Linked DNA regions of Macaca mulatta: region 2 is linked to region 1. The links are chromatin contacts, called in public Hi-C maps. All regions are on one chromosome and are shown on one strand. The core of a region is the stretch at or near the end of the contact, and the rest is flanking DNA. Distances in the headings are between cores, read along the strand shown. Region 1 holds the start of SH3BP1 (SH3 domain binding protein 1). Region 2 holds the start of GGA1 (golgi associated, gamma adaptin ear containing, ARF binding protein 1).

What was found. Hi-C and Micro-C count contacts between places; a contact is called where the count stands out from the background.
Region 2: a Hi-C map of blood shows a contact between it and region 1, with 2.9 times the contacts expected there. The contact joins the promoter of GGA1 here to the promoter of SH3BP1 in region 1. A contact is called at or near these places in 2 of 14 Hi-C or Micro-C datasets (blood and liver).

Annotation. Positions count from the first base shown.
Region 1 is chr10:13,893,659-13,897,161 of T2T-MMU8v2.0, forward strand. SH3BP1 (SH3 domain binding protein 1) reads right to left here and starts at 1,729. Exons shown (of 18, transcript XM_015150292.3): 1 at 1,456-1,729; 2 at 157-199. The coding sequence starts at 1,514. LOC144331679 (a long non-coding RNA gene) reads left to right here and starts at 1,672. Exons shown (of 3, transcript XR_013399047.1): 1 at 1,672-1,882.
Region 2 is chr10:13,927,016-13,930,369 of T2T-MMU8v2.0, forward strand. GGA1 (golgi associated, gamma adaptin ear containing, ARF binding protein 1) reads right to left here and starts at 1,705. Exons shown (of 15, transcript XM_077949692.1): 1 at 1,289-1,705. The coding sequence starts at 1,331.

The DNA.
Region 1 (3,503 bases), core at 479-2,978:
CTGAGCAGGAAACTTTCTCCTGTCCCCTGGGGACCCCATGGCCAACAGCTTGAGGAATGACTCAACCCGGGCCCCTAGCTGGCATCCCCGCCCTGGCCCTCTGCTCCGACAGCCTGCACAGGCCTGCCTTCCCACCCGCCCGGCCCAGGCACGTACCTGCAGCAGGTCCTCACCCAGGAACTCAGCGGTCTCCGGGGTGCTGCGGGGGGAGAGCGCTTCTGCTGAGCCTGCCTGGGTTAGAACGCCCCCTACTCCCCCTCCCCGCAGCAGGGCACCTGGACCCCAGTGCCTCCACTGTCCCTCCCAGGTGCGGCCCGCCCTGGGTGGCCCAGTTGCCTCATCCCAGTCAGAGCACATTCCATGGGGGTGGGAATAGGATACGTGGGTTTTTCCTCCTCCACCCAGGGCTGTGTCCTGAAAGAGGGCGGACAGATGAAACTGAAGGGGAGGCTGGGAGACCCACCCAGGGCCTAGCTTTGGGACACAGAAGCCTCTCTTCTGCCCACTCCCAAATCCTCGGCCCACCCCAGGATGAGGAGTATTAGCTGGCTCCAAGAACGGGAAGTGCGGGAGCTCAGAGTCCTAGGCTCAGTCACACAGCATTCTGGACTACAGCTGTGGGCAGGGGTGCACAAGCCCCGGGACCCCACCTGGGGACACATGGGGGATGCCGAGGCCCATGGCAAGGTGGCCTAACTGCCCAGGCTACGTAGGCATCTGTGCCAGTGGGAGACTAGAACTAGGTCTCTGGACACCCGGTCCCCTCCCCGGACCCAGAGAATGGGGAACTCCTGAGGCAGGGGAAGAGGAGCAGAGAAGACAGGCCCTCAGAGGCTCCCCAAACTTCCGGCCTCCGTGCTACCGGCTCAGAGGCTGGGGGTGGGAGCTGGGAGACCTGGGGATGTTTCCACCTGAGTCTGGGAAAAGCAGAAACAAGACAGAGAAGCAGGAGGCCCCTGAGGTGGGGGGAGGGGTAAGGGAACGGACGCTGCAGGCCAGGGGCAGGCCCCTCCTCCCGCCAGGCCAGGACCCGTCTCCTCCCCTCGCCCCAGGTCTGCGGCCCTAAATGGACCCTCCTCCCTCCCCAGCCCAGCAAGCAGAGGTGGTGAACTGCCCCATTGTCCAGAGGGAACAAGTGAGGTCAGGAGGACCATCCACTTAGAGACTCGTGGAGGCAGAGAAATCTGTGTCCTAGGGCAGAGAGCATTCTCCCGCCTGAAGCCCCCTCCAATCCAGTAAGGGGGGGCATCCTTTCCCGCAAAGGCCACCCCTGCTCCTCCAGCTCTGCCCGAGAGACGGGGGCGGCGTTCAGAAGGGAGGAAGAGAGGGTCTGGCCGCTCAGAGAGTGGCTGCCCAGCTGTCCCCAGTCTCCCCCATCCCCGTCTCCCCCCACCCTTTTACGACCCCTCAGGTCCTGCCGGGGTAAGAGTGGGGCTGGAAGGGGGTGACACTCACCGTCCCAAGCTGCCCGTCTGGGCCAGCTGCCGCATGCGGTGCAACTGCCTCTTCATCATCTTGGGGGCGGGCTGGGGGCTGCGGGGTCACGGCGGGGGTCGCGGGCCCGGGCAGCCCCCGGCCCAGCCTGCCTCTCCTGCGGCGCGGCTCTCGCCCCGGATGGGTGGGCGGCGCTCTCGCTTCCTGGGCCGCCGCGCGGCTCTCGCTGGCGGCCGGCTCTCTCCTCCCCCGCTCACGACTCCGCCCCCGGCCCCCAGGTCACTCCTCTCTCCAAGTTGGTTTCCTCGCCCTCCCCCGGCTTCCGGGCCCCCCGGCGACCCCCAGCCGGGCCCCCGCTGCTGTGAGTCCGCCGGCCGCGGCCGTCCACAGGTTGTGCCCCGCTCCTCCTCCCCGCAGCGCCCCGCCCAGCCCTGGTGGCGGGAAGCAGGTAAGCCCGTTCCTGCCCCCGCGCCCGCAGCCCGCCCCAGATGGGGTGCCTGCCCCACCCGCAGCCGGCAGGCCCAGGGTATAAATAACCTTTGCATCCCTCGCAAAGGGGAAAGAGGGTGCCAAGCGAAGGAGGGATGGGCCTTTCTGACCTGTCCTGGCCCCTCTGGACTTGCAGGGATACTGCCCTGCACTCCCTCCCGCAGAGGACCTCTGGCCCCCTGGAACTAAACCCCCTACCACTCGATGACTGGCTGGAAGCTTTGGCTTCCTGGGGCCAAGGGCTGCTGTGTGGCCGTGGACAAGTCCCTGGAACTCCAGACTCGCTTGTCTCTAATGGTCTAATGGGCCAGCTGTCCTGGGCCTGCCCATCCCGCAGAGTGGACAAGGCACCCCTGCCTGCTCCTTTAAGGGAGGTGTGTGCCATCCCCCCAGCCACCAGGAACCCTCCCAGAGCAGTTCCCGACACCCTGTTCTCCACATCTCCCGGCAGTTTGCTCCATCTGTGAAGCTCATCTCCTCTCATTCCTCCTGGCAAATGGCCTCAGTCCCTCTTCCTTCTTGTAGGGCAATGATGTGGGTGCTGCTCTGACGGCCCCCAAACTCAGTAGTTCTCTTTGGCCCTCCCCTCAACACAGAGTGAGGCATACAGTAGTTGCTCCATAACTGCTGGTTATACAAAATGTGAGAGCCTTTGGGAGACAGTAGGCTCTCCTTACCCTGCACTGCTGTGGCATCAGGAGCCGCAGGGGTGGGGAGGAGGGGAGGGTGTGCCGCAGAGTCCTGCCACACCCTCTGCACTTTGCTTTGTTAGTTTCAGTTTAGTTTGAGACTAGAGCCACTACTGTGTGCCGGTGCAGACTGGGCGTCTCTCAGAGGCAGGACCTTGGCCCCACACATCTCCATTCTCCTAGTGCCCAGCACTGGGCTTGGCACACTCACTGGCTGCTTCTCTCTTCCCTAATGAGGCAGGCCTCATTGGGGTGGGAGGAGCTGAGAAGGGAACCCAACAGCTGCCTGCTATGGCCAGAGCCTCCCAGACGGGAGCCCACCTGAGTGTGGAATCCTGGTAGGAAGTTGGGAGGCTCCAAGATCAAAGCTCAGGCCAGGATGAGATGTCAGGCAAGGTTCCTTCCCCCATCTCCCTTTTCCCAACAGGAAGACTGCTGGCCAGTGACTATGGGTGGCATGGCAAGGGAACCTCAGGTGCCATCCTTCCTGTCTCTCGGGAAGTCTCTGGACTATGTGGTGCCCCCACTCTGTTCCAGCCAAGCCTCCAGCCCAGACCACACTGGGCCTGGGCTTGTCTGGTTCTCTAGCTGGCCGAAGGTCCTTGAAGGCAAGGTTTGGCTTATACTTCTGTCCCTCCTAGATGTGCCCAGTCCTGAGCCCCAGCTCTGGCCTGGGGAGGGGTCAGTACATGTGGGTTGTAGCAGCAGCTGTGGTGGAAACTACCCGAGCCATATTATCAGGCTAACTGAGCTCTTGCCCCGCACCCCTGCCCTGGTCTCCAGACTCCCCTCCAGCCAGACCCAAGTGTTCTGGGCAGGAAAGGTGCCCTGGGCCTTTGAGTTGGATTCGCGTGGGACGGCTGTGCCTCCTAGCTGGGTGATGGGTAGATT
Region 2 (3,354 bases), core at 455-2,954, 33 kb after region 1:
AACCCAGGTATCTCTAACTTCTGCCTGGTTTTACACTCTCTGGACTCTCAGAAAACCTCCACTGTTGCTAAACCTGAGAATGTTTTGTATGACCCACAGCTCAAGTCCTGTGTCTGAGATCAGTGAGTCAGGGGCCCACCCATCCCCCCAGCCCAGTTGCTGCTGAGACCCAGGCGGACACTTGTGGCATTCACAACGGTCAAGGGCTGCTGAGTGCCCCTTTTCCACCCCCTGCCTCTCTGCTGGCCAGGATGACTCTCCAACATCCCCAGAGGTTTGGTTCTGGGGCCAACCTCATGGTTCAACTCTGCTCAAGCCTGCCTTAAAAGCGGCTGGCCATGACCCCAAGCCACGCTAGACAGTGGCCGGTGTGCCCGGGTCCAAGAGGCTTCCCTGAGGCCTTGGCAACGATGAGGCCCCAACAGCAGTTAAAGCCTTGGGAGACAGCCCTCACTAGACCAGGGAGAAGCCAGCCACGACTTTCAGGGGCAGAGTCCAGGAGCGGGGCTGTGACAGCGGGGGATCATCAGGGCTATGGGTTAAGGAGCTCAGGTGGAGGGGTCGGGGGCTAGGAAGCCTAAGCAATAGGAAGCTGTGTCTGAGGAGAAACAAGAAAAAAAGGGGTGTAGAGGCCTTTGAAGGAAGTTCAGCAAGAGCTGGGAAAGGCATCTTGGAGGCTGAGGGGCCAGGCTGAAGGTAGTGACAGGGAGCTTGGAGTTATTAATACTTCTGGAGTCTAAGACTCTTCCAAGCCTGTAGGGTGTGGGGGTTTCTCACTGTGTGGCCAGAGACTGGGACCTGCGGGAGGAATCAAAAGGGTCCTCCCTTCCAGGACGGGGTAATGAGCAAATGTGAGTAGTTGCGTGCTCCAGGAACGCCATGCAGGGCCAGAGAGTGGAGGATTCGGGGCCTGAGAACTGTAGGGTCCCTCCCTCCCGGGTGTGAGATGCAACCCCGGGGCACCGCTCGCGCGCTCCTTCCCCGGGCCGCTACTCCGCGAAGCAATGTGAGCCTGGGGGGTTGGGGCGCAGCTCACTCCCCCTCCCAGGGGTCGTGGCCCAGGGATCCGACAGGTGGGCGGCGCCCGCTCCAACCGCTGGACCGCGCAGAGGACCGGGTCCTCCATCACTCCAGGGTCTGAGGGGCCGACTGAGGACACCGCCCCTCCCGGGCCGGGGGCGGGGCGTGAGGAGGGGGCGCCCCGTACCCCGCCCCCACCGTGAAGGGGCCCGCCTCGTGCCCCCGGTTCCGGTTCCGGTTCCGGTCCGCGCCCCTCCCGGACACTCACTGATTCGCGCCTCCAGAGTCTCCGGCTCCATCGCGGGCTCCATCCGCCACCGGCCCCCAGCCTCGGCACCGCCCCCCCGCCCCCCCAGCTCTCGCGGGACCTCCTGGGCACCGCCCTCTGTCGATTAAAGGGGCAACGTCCGCACGGGCGCGCTTGGCACCATAGAGAGGCCAACGAGGTCGCCTAGAGCGTCACGTACTCGCCCAGCCCCTTCCCCAAGCGGTGTCTACGTCGCGGCTGGGACCAGCCGCCTGCCTTTCCGTTCCCGGCGCTCAGGCGGGAGGGGAAGCGGAGAGACTGGAGGGTAAGGGCAGCACCATGGAAACTCCAAGGGACGCTCTAACTCGTTCTGCGTCACGGAGATGTCTGTGACCGCCTCCGGAAGAATGCTCTGCAGGCATGTTGTTGAGGGGCTCTGAGGCCACTTCCGGAGCCCTGAGCGGGTACTTCCGCTCAGAGGCGAACGTGGGAAAGGCCCTTAAAAGGGCGATAAGGTACGTCGCTAGGTACCTTGGCTGCTGTGAAAATGACGAAAATAAATCAGTTTCTTGAGTGCTTACAGTATTCTGGGCATTGTCCTAAGCACTATTTGTAATTAATCCATTTACTCCTGACTCCTTGCAACAAACCCACCAGATAATTCGGAGGCTGCAGAAGTGGCAGAGGCTGAACCCTGTGCCGTCTCCTACATTCATCCAGTAAACGTTTAATGAGCTCTTTGCAAATGCAAAGCACAGGGCACGGGAGGAGATAGACAAGGCCAGATATTTATTACACAGTGTGATAGGGGAAGCCCACGGGGTAGTGGGAACAAAGGAGGGGGCTCCTCCCCCAAACTGGGGTGGGGTGGGTGGGAGTGTTGTCAGGGGAGGGGTCGTGTCAGGGGAGGTTTCAAGAGAAAGTGATACTGTATTTGGCTGAAAGTCGGATTTCTCCACGTAGAGCTGGTGCGAAAAGATATTCAGGGAGAAAAAGTAAGATGAAGGCCGAGGCGGGCGGATCACGAGGTCAGGAGATCGAAACCAACCTGGCTAACACAGTGAAACCCCGTCTCTACTAAAAAAAAAAAAAAAAATTAGCCGGGCGTGCCTGTATTTCTAGCTACTTAGAAGGCTGAGGCAGGAGAATCGCTTGAACCCGGGAGGTGAAAGTTGCAGTGAGCCGAGATTGCGTCACTGCACTCAGACTGGGCGACAGAGCAAGACTCCGTCCCCACCCCCGGCTCCCCAAAAAGTAGAATAAGTCCAGGGAATTGGAAGTATTTCAATACGGCTCCCAGATATCTGCAAATAGATATCTATTTGCAGGAGATATCTTGGAATTAGGCTGGGGCAAGATCACCTAGGTCCCATGTTTTGCTGCCTTTTTTTTTTTTTTCCACTGTGAGCAACGTTGGAGGTGTCGTTAGTTTTACGGATGGTAGCAAAGTCAGGCTTTTGTTTTAGAAAGGTCCAGCAGTGGGAAGAAGATAGCAGTGGGGGCCAGACCAGAATCGAGGAGGACAGTACGAACAGACTTCCTAAGCTCGGCGCCTTTTCTCCTGTATCTCCCTCCATCAAACACCTCCTTCACCTTGTGTCGTCACGACCTGGCGGCTCCTGGTCCCCGACTCACCTGGGTCCATCACACTCTGTCGCCCCCTCCTGGCCGGCTGGGAAACCGGCCCGTGGCGACGTCTCCAGCGGTCCTGTGCCTGGGAGGGTTAAAGCTCAACTAAGACTAGGGAATCTGGCGAATCCGGTTCTGCCTTGGCGACTGACCTCGATTCACCTTGCAGAAACGCAGTAACCTCATCCAGGAGATGAGGGGGTTGTGCTGGGTCAGTTTTTCCCCTAAACTCAACCATTCAGCAACTGGGATGCTTTTCTAAATTCTCTCCCGCAGGCCATTGAGATTATACAGGGAAGTGATACGTATGTTTATTGCATTCCTCGATAAAAGCTGTAACGTAGTGTATACTTATAGCTTTTTGTGTCCTTTATTGCTGAAATGAATTTTATATGTATATATATTTGTTTTATTTTGTTTTTGAGACGGAGTTTCACTCTGTCTCCCAGGCTGGAGTG